Linked DNA regions of Rattus norvegicus: region 2 is linked to region 1. The links are chromatin contacts, called in public Hi-C maps. All regions are on one chromosome and are shown on one strand. The core of a region is the stretch at or near the end of the contact, and the rest is flanking DNA. Distances in the headings are between cores, read along the strand shown. Region 1 overlaps Itga9 (integrin subunit alpha 9). Region 2 overlaps Itga9 (integrin subunit alpha 9).

What was found. Hi-C and Micro-C count contacts between places; a contact is called where the count stands out from the background.
Region 2: a contact with region 1 is called in a Hi-C map of liver, with 3 times the contacts expected there. The contact joins two enhancer-like sites. A contact is called at or near these places in 2 of 12 Hi-C or Micro-C datasets (kidney and liver).

What each region holds. Positions count from the first base shown.
Region 1 is chr8:127,195,204-127,200,955 of GRCr8, forward strand. The region is part of intron 1 of Itga9 (integrin subunit alpha 9); the gene reads left to right. Among named protein-coding and RNA genes, the nearest start is that of Itga9, 13 kb to the left of the region's middle. Within about 2 kb of position 3,843, at least 12 of the 93 cell types and tissues checked have an H3K27ac peak or open chromatin away from gene starts, as enhancers often do. A contact at or near this core is called in liver, where this site is marked.
Region 2 is chr8:127,320,451-127,326,559 of GRCr8, forward strand. All of the region lies in intron 15 of Itga9 (integrin subunit alpha 9), which reads left to right. Among named protein-coding and RNA genes, the nearest start is that of Trnaa-ggc2, 65 kb to the left of the region's middle. Within about 2 kb of position 4,376, at least 23 of the 93 cell types and tissues checked have an H3K27ac peak or open chromatin away from gene starts, as enhancers often do. A contact at or near this core is called in liver, where this site is marked.

The sequences.
Region 1 (5,752 bases), core at 2,593-5,092:
CGACCCCCAACCACACAACTCAAAACTCCACCCCTCTCTCTTCTCCCCAGTAATTGGCGGTAGGCATTTTTATTTAATCAATGGTTTTAAATCTGGGAGTAAGGTTTACACAGCAGAGGCTGGTGTACGTGGGGGTTTGCTCAGCTCGGGACAACCAGCTCTTGGGTTACAGAATTTATCATATGAATACAAGCAGCATCAGAACAACCTCCAAGACAGAAGTGTTTGCTTTTGCTCATAGTTCAAGGATGCACAGTCCACCATGGTGGGAAAGGCATGGTGGCAGGAGCCCGAAGTGGCTGGTCACACCGAATCCACAGTCCGGAAGCCGAGATGGTGGCTGGCACACAGCTCGCCTTTCATCTTTAGTTTTCGGGATGGTTCAGCTCACATTTGGGATGGGTCTTCCCTCCTCAGTTAATTCTTCCCGGAAACATCTTCATGGTCATACCCAGAAGTGTGTTTCCATGGTAAATCTAAACCTAGCCAAGTTGGCAATGAAGACTAACCATCGCAACAGACTTCCGGCAAATGTTCAGGGCTCCCCACAAACCTTCACACACACACACCTACCATGCCTCTCCCTAGCCCTGCACCTACCATGCCTCTCACAGCCACCAGGGACAGGTCTGTGGTCCTGGCTGGGGATGGGAGTCCTTTACAGGAAGGAAAGAACAGCAGGAAGCAAGAGGAGACAGAAATCCTTCTCATGCGGCCAACCAGGATGACCAGATTAGACTCGGGGGCAAATGATGAGGGATGGAGTTACCAAAACTCAGAGCCCTTAAAAAAAAAAAACAAACCACTGTTTCCAATGACCCGAAAGCCCAATGGCTGTCAGCAGCCATCATTCTGAAGGTCAGGATTCCATGGCTGTCAGGCTGAGATCAGCAAGCGTTTTTCTGCTCTGAGCCTAGCTTTCGTGTCAGCCTCTGTGTTGGCTGGTTGACCAGTTGCTGCAGGATCGACTTTAGCTGGGTGGCCCATCTCTGCTCTCCATGACACTTATCTTAGTAGGCTAACGTGGGCTGGGCACAAGGTGCCGTGCGGAGTGCCAGGAGAGTCGGTAGAGACGCACATGAGCCCAGCAGTCAGCCCTTCACTCCCCCTCCCATCCGAGCAGCCAAGGCAAGAGTCAGAAAGGAGGAAGCAGCCATCACCTTTCGGTGGGAGGAACTGCAGGGTTCTGTGGGACAGGACAGGGATTCAGGAAGGGTGGAGTACAGCGGTTGCTTCCCTAATGTGAATGGTGGTGAAATCACCCTCATCATCCCTGGATTTCTGTGATGTCAGCGGAAAGGCTGAATCGATGCTGCTGAGTGAGCAGAAAAACGGAGCTGAGGTCTAAGGGCCTATGAGTTCCCGGGGTGCTGTCCTTGGCAGCACTCCACATGGAGCCGGGACAAGTGAGGTGTCTAAGTGCTTGCCCCAGTACTACCTGGTATCTAAGCCCTGCCCCGAGTACCTGCTCTGTCCCTGGCACCACACTGGGTGCTTTATAACATTCTCTTGACCAAACCTCGCAAGAGTCCCGTTTTATAGCAGAGGAAAACCGAGGCTCAGAGTGGTCGAGAAACACATCGGAGGTCTCACAGCTTGTCAGTGGTGGAGGGAGAATTTGGTCTGTGCATCTCATATGTTATTGTGAGTAATTGGGCCACAAAGTGTAGACAACAGAGGGGAAGGCCAGGGATATGGTTGATATGGTAGAGTGCTTGTACAGGTTCTGCACTGTGTATGCCAGGTCTGGTGGTCTACGTCTGTGATCTCACCATTCGGGAGGTAGAGGCATGAGGACCAGGAGTTCGAGGTCATCCTTGGCTAGGTAGAAGCTCAAGACCAGGCTAATGTACAGAAGAAGACTCTGTCTCCACAAATGGAAAAGGCCTGAGGACGCTTGACTCCGGGAGACACTGCTGTGCAATCATGAGGACCCGAGTTTGATTCCTAACACTTACGAAAGGCAGCACAGTATGGCACAGTCCTGCAATCCCTGGGCTAAGGAGCCAGAGGCAAGGGATGCCAGGGCTCGCTGGCCAGCCATTCTAGATAAATCAGCAATCTCCAGGTTCAGCAAGAGACCTTGTCTCAAAAACAAGTGGAGAGAGATTGAGGAAGACACCCGACACTGACCTCTGATGCATACATGTATACTCACACATGTGCATGCTGTCTACACATAGGCACATCAAAATGATCACACACATATGTACACTTACCTCCTCACACAGACACACTACCATGTACACACATATGTGCACACTTCCATGAACACACACTACCATGTACACACATATGTGCACACTTCCATGAACACACACTACCATGTACACACATATGTGCCTGCTTTCCTGAACACACAGATGAACACATACATGTGCATGCTTACCTACACATACAGACACACCTCTTCACACATGTGCATGCTTGCCTGCATACACAGACACACTACTATATACATATGTCCCTGCTTCTCTGAACACACAAATGAGCACCAAAATGAATGCATACATGTGCATGCTTGCCTTCACACAGAGACACACCTCCACATGTGCATGCTTGCCTGCACACACAGACACACCTCTTCACACATGTGCATAGTTATCTACCCACACAGACACACTCCCACACATGTGCATGCTTGCCTGCACACACAGACACACCTCTTCACACATGTGCATACTTATCTACCCACACAGACACACTCCCACACATGTGCATGCTTGCCTGCACACACAGACACACCTCTTCACACATGTGCATACTTATCTACCCACACAGACACACTCCCACACATGTGCATGCTTGCCTGCACACACAGACACACCTCTTCACACATGTGCATGCTTGCCTGCACACACAGACACACCTCTTCACACATGTGCATAGTTATCTACCCACACAGACACACCTCTTCACACATGTGCATGCTTGTTTGCACACACAGACACACCTCTTCACACATGTGCATGCTTGCCTGCACACACAGACACACCACCATGTACACACACTCACAAACAACCCAAGTGGACCTGTTAGTGGAACGTGCCCAGCAAGGCCACTGCTAAATCACCTGCACCCTTGGTTTCCTGAAAGTTGAGGGACTTCTTGAGGCATTTCTGGTTCATGGCTCCTAGTGGTGAGCACTTGCCTTCTCCCTCTGAGGTGAAGCCTGCAGTCTGGTCGGAGGGCTCCAGCATGGTCCTCCACTCTGTGTCTAGTGCGAGGCAGGCAGCAGTTCCCGGGGGTTCTCTGCAGTGGATACACACTGATTAAGCTGCGTTCCTGTAACTGGAACACGGGTCCCGGGGGGACTCGTTGGTTTGGAATCAACTGCATGAAAACAAAGCTAATGGATTGGAAGTTTGTAATCCCCACACATTGTTCTCAAAAAACGGCTGTAATTTGGTATGGCCGCTGTGGCGTCTGTGGGGAGGGAGGGGAGGAGGGAGGGAGCCGAGAGGCATGGCTACTTCCAGGCTTTCCCTAGGAAGGCAGCTCTGTCTCAGCCTAGACCCTGATACCTGCTCTCCAAGGAACTGACCTGTGAGAGGAGAGTCAACTTCCGGTCCCCACAGGCACAAACCTGCATGCACACATGCACACATGCACACATCTCAGCCTATTTAAAGTAAGTTTATGCTTTTGTATTGGGTCTCATTTGTAGCTACGTTGGGAAGCATGTCTCTACCTTCTAGGAAACAGTCAAAGGGATAGGAGAAAGAGCACCTCTGGATGTGGACTCTGGGCTCAGAAGCCCCCACTATTGGGGACAGCACCTTAACCTGGCCTCCCTGTGTGGAATGTGTACAAGAAGTTGCCTGGTTGGATTTGCCTTGGTCAGGAGCCAGGCTCCTGTGATCCTCGATGTGGCTGGTGGCTAAACAGATGGGCACATGTTGCCGGAGAGGCTTGTGAGCCATTTACCAGGGAGGCAGACCTTTGGTTAGCACCATGCTGGCATCGTCAGTGTCTAATAAACCAAGGCCAGGGCTGGAGTTCACCTCTTCCATTCTGTGAGCCCGAGGGAGGATAAAAAGTCATTCTTTATGGATCAAACCTCAGTCTTTAAGTTACAGACTCAAGAGCCAAGTTCCAACCTCAGAGTTCCCATGGAGCTTCCTTAGGCTTCCCTGGGTGTGGTCATACACTAGATTAGCTCGCAGCAGAGAGGGTGCTGGGTACCTGCTGGTTTCTTTTTCCTCCCTCCTACTGAGCAGAAGCGGGGTTGGTACATGCTGCTATGTGGCACATGCTGCGGCCAGGCAGGTAGGGTCTAGGGCAAGTTTCAGGAGCAGCCTTGACTGCCTACATCTCATCTGTGAAATGGGAGTAATGTTAGCATCTTATAGGTGCTCGCATGGGACCACACCTGTGCAGAGGAAAGACATAGTCTTCTCTGGAGTGACATGAGAATGTCTCGAGTACTTCTGTAACTCAGAGGACAAGGAAAGAAACTGAAGGTGGCAGGTGGCATCCTTTCAGTGGTACACTCCGAACTCTGAGCTGCCGAGATCTTCGTGTCTCAGGATACACTTGGCCAGCAGCCAGCTGAACCAGCTTCAGACAAGCCACACTCTAAGGCTGGCCCGTTGTAGCTGTCATGCTGGACCGTGGCCTAGGTCAAGAACCAGCACTGGGCTGCCAAGGCAGCCACAGTGTTCTGTAAACACAGAGGCAAGCACATTCTCCAATATGCCATTCTCCGTGTGTGTCAGGCACGTGCCTAGACACACGTGTCTCCTTTAGCTCACATCACGGGATCTGAGGAAACTTTTCTTGTGGGACCTGCTGGTTGGAAGCATGAACCAGGGGATGCTAGCAGGCTTTGAATCACAGCTGCCATTCGAGCCATCGCGCACTTCAGGCCTGGAAGAGCATTAGAGCCCAGCAAGTCCCTTCTCTGCTTTAGACGCTGACAGACATTTTACCCACAAGCCTTGGCTCTGGGTTTGAAGAAGCAGCTATCTGAGAATTCTGCTCGCCAGGCTCCTTCCTGCCTGGCAAATCGGGAATGTGTCTGAACTGGAAGGAGTGGGACCATCGGATGGTTCTAGGGTTGTGGTGTTAATGCTGGGGACATGGTGGACTCACAGGCTGCTGCTTCCTGTTAGCCACTTCCTGACTCCTGTGGGCCGCGGGTTTCTCTCTCTTCTTTGCTTATTGTGACTTCAAAGCTATTCATCCTGGGAGAATACTTCTCTACAACACATTTGCTCATATCTACCCCTCACTCCATGGTCCTACTCCTCCTGGACCCCTCCTACCCATTTTCCCTCTTCCCCATTTCCCCTCCTTCTCAGTTCCCCTCTCTCTCTTTTCTTTTTATTTTTTTTTAAATTAAATTTACTTATATTTATTTTGAGACAGGTTCTTTACATAGCTGACAGTCCTGGAAGTGGACCAGACTGGCTTTAAAGTTCCAGAGATCCACCTGCCTGTCTCCTCTCTGAGGAGGTTAAACGCATGTGCCACCATGACCATCCCCTTTTCTTTAAAAAGAATATATATACAAATATATATATACATATATATATACATACACACACACACACACACACACACACACAAATATATATATTCCACTGAGTCGGGTGCTTCCCATATGTTCAATGAGGCTGTAGGTCTATTCACTAGGTCGCCAGCAACCAACCAGGGGTCAGTCAGATCCTTGAAGAAAATTGATTCTCTTCCTCCACTCCTCAGTAGCCATCCTTGGCCAATAGCTCCGGTCGAGGGGTGTGGCCTGTGA
Region 2 (6,109 bases), core at 3,126-5,625, 130 kb after region 1:
ATAACCTGGACACCTCATGAGATATCAGACCAGAGACCCCCTCACCCTTATCACGGAACTTGTCAAGATATGACGCCTCCCAAGAACCCAGGGGACACGTTCGTCACCATGAACGCAGACAGAAACAGTTTACTTTACTTCCTGGAAACCTTTGTGCACAATCAGGGAGGTGACCTTTCAAGCGAAGTGTTTTCTGTATTAATTATAGGAAGCTTGCTTTCCAGATGTGACATCTGTCATGTCTCATTCCAAGGAGAGAACATGGCGGGAGGAGGGGCTAAAGAGGTCTCAGCGCATAAGAAACTCTGGATAAAACCTTCTAGTAGCAATAACCGTGCTGAGCTTGGGAACTTGACTAGGATACGTGACTCAACAGAGACACACATTTGTGGTGGTTTTGTTTTTTTTGTTTTTAAGAAGGCCATAAAGGTCTCTCAAAATTTAATTTCCCGAGTGAGTTCGAGAACCAGCAGGGAATTTCCCACACTTGTATCATGAAGATAATATTTTGTTAAAAAGTCACATTCTTCAAGCCTGGGATTGGCCTCTGAAGAACCTGCATCTTGGGTATTCGTGTTTCTTCTTTGTGGGAATGCACGGGGCCTGGCTAATGATTCTGACATATTTTAGACTGTTGTCCAAGGAGAAATCCAGGGAGAATAAGGAGGGCGCTAATCACAACGGTCCTCCAAGGAGCTGCAGCTTGCCGAGGTTTGCAGGCTTTGTGTCCTGTTACTCCAGCTCCCCTCTCCAGGGCTTGTGCTCGCCTGGGGTGCTTGTGTTAACATTATTGTGCCAGACCTGAGTGTTAAGAATGATGCCAGCAGGCTGTTGTTAAATGCTTTGATTAATGACATGCACGTGATACACGTGTTTGCGTGCACACATATATGTATCTAAGCATGAAACCTGCAAGCGAACCGCCCACCCTCTGTGAGCTGCTGTACGACTTTTTTGATAAGATTCTTTCAGTCATTCAACTCACCCAATGCCTAGATCATGAAAGAGAAGTTTACAGAACGCTCTTGGCAGGGCGGTTCTAGTTTGTCCCTGACAGTTTAGCAAACTGAGACAAGGAGAATGTCACCTGCGTCTCTCTGGATAACAGCACCACATTGCCCCCTAAAACAAGGCTGGTTCCTCCCTCCAAGGCTGGAAGTTTCCCTTTAAGAATGTGTTTCCTGCTGGAGAGATGGCTCAGTGGTTAAGAGCACTGACTGCTCTCCCAGAGGTCCTGAGTTCAATTCCCAGCAACCACATGGTAACTCACAACCATCTGTAATGGGATCTGATGCCCTCTTCTGGTGTGACTGAGGACAGCTGCAGTGTACTCATATACATAAATAAATAAATCATAAAAAAAAGAATGTTTCCTCTCTGTAGCAGTTGTCAAAAGTTGTGCCTAATTTCTGATGGAAATGTCTAATCACCAAGACCAGATAGTTTTGTAGCATTCACTGTCAAATGCATTCTGCTTAAGTTCTGAGGTGTGTGTAGTTTGGGGGTCTGTGGTGGTTTTTAATAAGAATGATTCTCATAGGCCCACATATCTGAATGCTTCCTTACTGTGGAGTAGAATAATCTGATAGGATTAAAAGGATTAGGAGATGTGGCCTACCTGGAAGATTTGTGTCACTGCAGGGTGGGCTTTGAGGTTTTAAAGTGCTTTTAAAGTCTCTCTCTCTCTCTCTCTCTCTCTCTCTCTCTCTCTCTCTGTGTGTGTGTGTGTGTGTGTGTGTGTGTGTGTGTGTGTCCTCTCTGTCCTCTGTCTCCTCTCTGTCTGTGTATATGAGTCTTCTCTCTTTCTCTCTCCCCCCTCCCTCTCTCCCATTCTCTCTCTCCTCCCTTTCTCTTCCTCTCTCCCTTTCTCTCTCTCCACCTTTCTCTCTCTCCCTTTCTCTCTCCCTTTCTCTCCCACCCCTCTCTCTTTCTCTCCCTCCCTCCCTCTCTCCGTCCCTTCCTCTCTCCTCCTTATGCCCACGATGTCCCCACCACCATGCTCCCTCCCATGATGACAATGGACTAAATCCCTAAAACTGTGAGCCAGCCCCAGTTAAATGCTGTCCTTCATAAAAGTTGCCTTGGTCATGGTGTCTCTTCACAGCAATAGAACGGTGACTAAGACAGTGGGAAGCATCTTTTAAACCATATTCAATACATTTGGGAATATTACTGAATTTCAATCAGTTGCTGGGCAGCCTGGCTGGCCTGCAAACTTACTGTGCATCTGGCTGAGTCCTCTGAGGCTGTCGACTGCCCTTGCTGTTTGTGATGCTCAATTCTCCTATGCTCTTTTCCCGTGCCCAAGCCACACTCCTACTCTCTCCCCATGCCTGAGTTGCACCCCTACTCTCTCCCCATGCCCGAGCCGCACCCCTTCTTATACCTTTCTCCACAGTCTATGGCAGCACGGCATGAACAACGTAAGGTTAAGGGCTTGCAGGAATAGGGGCTGTGGTGCCATGTGCTTGTTTATTGACATGGTACCTCCATCCATGGTGGCTCCTTGGTGGAAGCTGATTCATTGTTGTATCACTTAGCATGTTTGGCACCATATATGGGACATCAGACGATATGACATCATATGAGGGGAGGCAGCATATTTATCGTTCTGCATTTCAATGTTAACGACCAAAACCCAAGCCTCTGTTAACTTGCACTAATAATTCCTAGACCAAAATTCATCTCTATGTTCCAGAGTAGACCCTAGGCCATGGTGTGTCTTTGAGACTCTCAGGACAGAGAGCCCCAAGAAGTGCCCTCTAGGGATAAGCTTGTGTCCCTTGCTGAGAACTCAGGGAGCTGCTCTAAAAAAGTGAAGTACCAAGTCTCAACTTCAGGACCGGGTTCCAAGGCTTTTGATCCTGTTTTTCTTTCTGAAAGACAAATGCAGTTTTATATTGTGGTACTTGACGTTTCACTTCAAGGGGCAGTTCTCGATGAATCGGTGCCGGAAAGACAGTTTCTGAGGGCTGTATACTTTGTGATGGACATTAAAGTACCCATCTGTGTGCCCATCGTCCATCCATCTGTGCTTGTGCCCGTCCACATTCTCATCCATTAATCCTCCAGTCGCTAGTTCCTGCAAGGTATCCAGCACTGTTTGCCTGAAGTTTCCATGATGACGCCTAGCAGTGATGGTGACCCTGTACTAAGAGCCTGTGGTTCATCAGTGCTACTCCAGTTTTCGAAGCAGCTTTGGGAGCAAGACTAGTGACCTCCACCTCACAATGGGACAGAGGAGCGAGCAGAGGCTCATGCACCGTATCTGAGGTCACCTTGACAGACCAGAAGGCCAAAATCAAACTTGGAGCTCTCAGGCTCCTGAGAGCTGAGTGCACAAACAAATCAGTTTTGGGCATCCGGCTCCTGGCTCGCTCCTCCTTCACAGTTGCAATCTGACTCCATGTCAGACTACGGTGGCCTCCCAGGCACACATAGACAGTCCAGGGATACAGTCAGGCATGTATATATGGATGTCTAGTCAAGAGGCATCCACTCATCCCTGGAAGCTGTAGGTGCTCTCCTTCACTTTTGAGGAGGCCATCGTTTTATGAGCCTTGCTTTTTGGCTAGACAGGTCCTGTGAGCCAGGGCCTGTCCTCAGGCCACTTGGGCCCCTGTTCTCCTGACTTGCTGAGTGATGACAGAGGACAGGAAGATGGGAGGAAGATGTTTCAGGGCTGGGTGGAGGATTAGGGTGGAGTCCAGCTGTGTGTGTGTGTGTGTGTGTGTGTGTGTGTGTGTGTGTGTGTGTGCCGCCAACAGGAAGGAGGGCTGGGTTCTCTTTTGCCAACTGGTTCCCAGTATTTCAGGGTTCATTCTGAAAACGCATTGTTACAGTGTGTGCTTGTCATCGATCTGGACTATTGAGCTGTGACCACACCAGCTCAGTTCTGCTTAGAACTATGATGTGACCAGCAGCCAGGATCCGTTCCAAGAGATACCCACCCTGTTCTTTGGCATTGGTCTGGGGCTGGGAAGCTCTTCTGGGTCTGTTTCCAAGTACAGCTGTCCTCCTTACAGGTGGGCGGGCCCTAGAAGGCCACTGGTGGAGAGGCAATGTGGTATGGGACAGTGCTGACCTGAAGGAACTGTCCTGCCCTGGCCCCCAAATCCTGGCCTTTGTGGGATCTGAGCTCTACAAAGTGACAGAATTGTGATTCCGGACAGATCCACTCTCTTCCCAGCCCGCCTTTCCTCTCCTACCTCTGCATTCTGTCTGTGCTAAAATGAAAGCCATTGTTTATTTAAAAGGACCACTTGCCTAATGCCCCTGGAATTTATTTTTTGGAGCTTTTTCCATGGTAATCATCAGTTCAGACTTTGGCTGTCGCTGGGCGGTTATGTAACCAGGGATGGAATGATTCCCACCGGCATGCACAGACTCCAGTGCACAGGACTCCTAGCCGTGCCTGAGAGGGAGCTAGTATACTCCTGGCTGTGTATTCAACCTGCTTCTATGTCCTGCTGGGGGTGAAGAGGTGCAGAGGGGAGGGGGAGGAGGTATGGGGGGAGAGGGAAGGTAGGAATAGCCCATAGAGAAAGTTGGCAAGCAGCTAGAATTGAGTCAGGAGGATAATTTCTTCACGGGGGCCTGTCTTGGATTTGCTGTAGAACTGCTCCATTCTCCTAAGCCATAGACCCTGGGGTTTAGACATCCCTTTGTATAAATCCTATGCCTTCTACCCCCATCTGCACTTTAGCAAAAATCCTGCATATAATTGTTTGAGCCCTGGCAGGATCCTGAAAAACGTTCCTGGCCCTTTCCTCTCTGCTGGCCTCTGTCCTGTGTCACCAGGTGCCTGCTCTCCCCAGCACTATTGACCTCAGAACCACCTTTTGCCAGACTCCAATCCTGAAGTTCCTTGACTTAGTCTCTGGAACCTTGTCTGGGTCCAAGGCGAGCTGCTTTGTCAGGTATGAACAAAGGGAAGCTCAAGGTTTAACTTGTCTTAGACCCTAAAAGGAGGAGTAAGCACAGAGGGGTTTGAAACCCTGACTTAGTCATGGATGGATTGGGGTGGGCTGCAGAGACGGCTCCCTTTGTGGCTCCTATCTTACATCCTCGTGCTGGGAGATGATACATTTATTCTGGCTTGTATCCTTCCTCTCTATGCAACCGAAGATGTATCTTTTCTCCATTGTTCCTCTGCTCACTGTGCTAGTTAATTAGCAATAAAGCAACTTTGTATTTACCCATTTAGCTCCAGAGTGGCTGGTAGAACAAGCCGAGGTGTTGATATGTCAGTCAAGCAGGGCTATTCCTCACTGGAAGTCGCTTACTCCACAGGGGACTTGGGGACTCTGTATACTTCCATTGCTAGCTCTACCATTCACTCCAGGCTTCCAGTCTTTGGCTCCCTGGGGACAGAGGGAAGGCATGCTTCTCTAGACATGATCCATACGCCTTCCACTCTCTCTCCGTCAAGGACGATTTCATCACAGCTGGCCTCAAGAGAGCCTGGAAAATTTGGCTCAAGCTGGACAGCCAGCTCATTCATATAGCGCCATGGTACTGGGCTAGGAGATGAAGAACAGATATCCTTGCAAGATGACAGGGAAGCAGGATTGGCCAGACCTCGGCAATAGAGCCTGTGTGGAACAGTGAGGGGAAATAGGTCTCTAGTAGGCAGACGAGTGGGTAACGCTGTCTCGGAGGGATGGAGCTTCCAAGAAGGGAGAAGATATGAAACAGAAATGTTCAGTCTGGCCACTGGCCCCTGCAGCCTGGTGCTAGAGAACTTTGTCATGAATGCAGGAACCTACAGGAAAAGGTGGCTAATGATGCTGTGTCCTTTCTGCTGATCCCAGGGAGGGGTAGTTCAGGAAAATGCTGATGTGTCTAACACCTGATGGGATCTGCCCATCAGTTCCCAAGTACAAAGTTCATCTCAGGAAGATTCAGAGGGGGAAATACATACCCAGTGGCCAGGAAGAAGCAGGAAGTCTGACATCCCAACCCACTGTCTTGGTGGGAAGGATGTGCTTGCCCTGATAAAGTTCCCTTTGCTCTCTTTGGTCTCAGATTTGTTACTCTGGGCATGTGATGCCAAGAAGGACTGAAAGCTGGCATGACTCAGAAATTCCCAGAAATGGGAGCCAGTAAA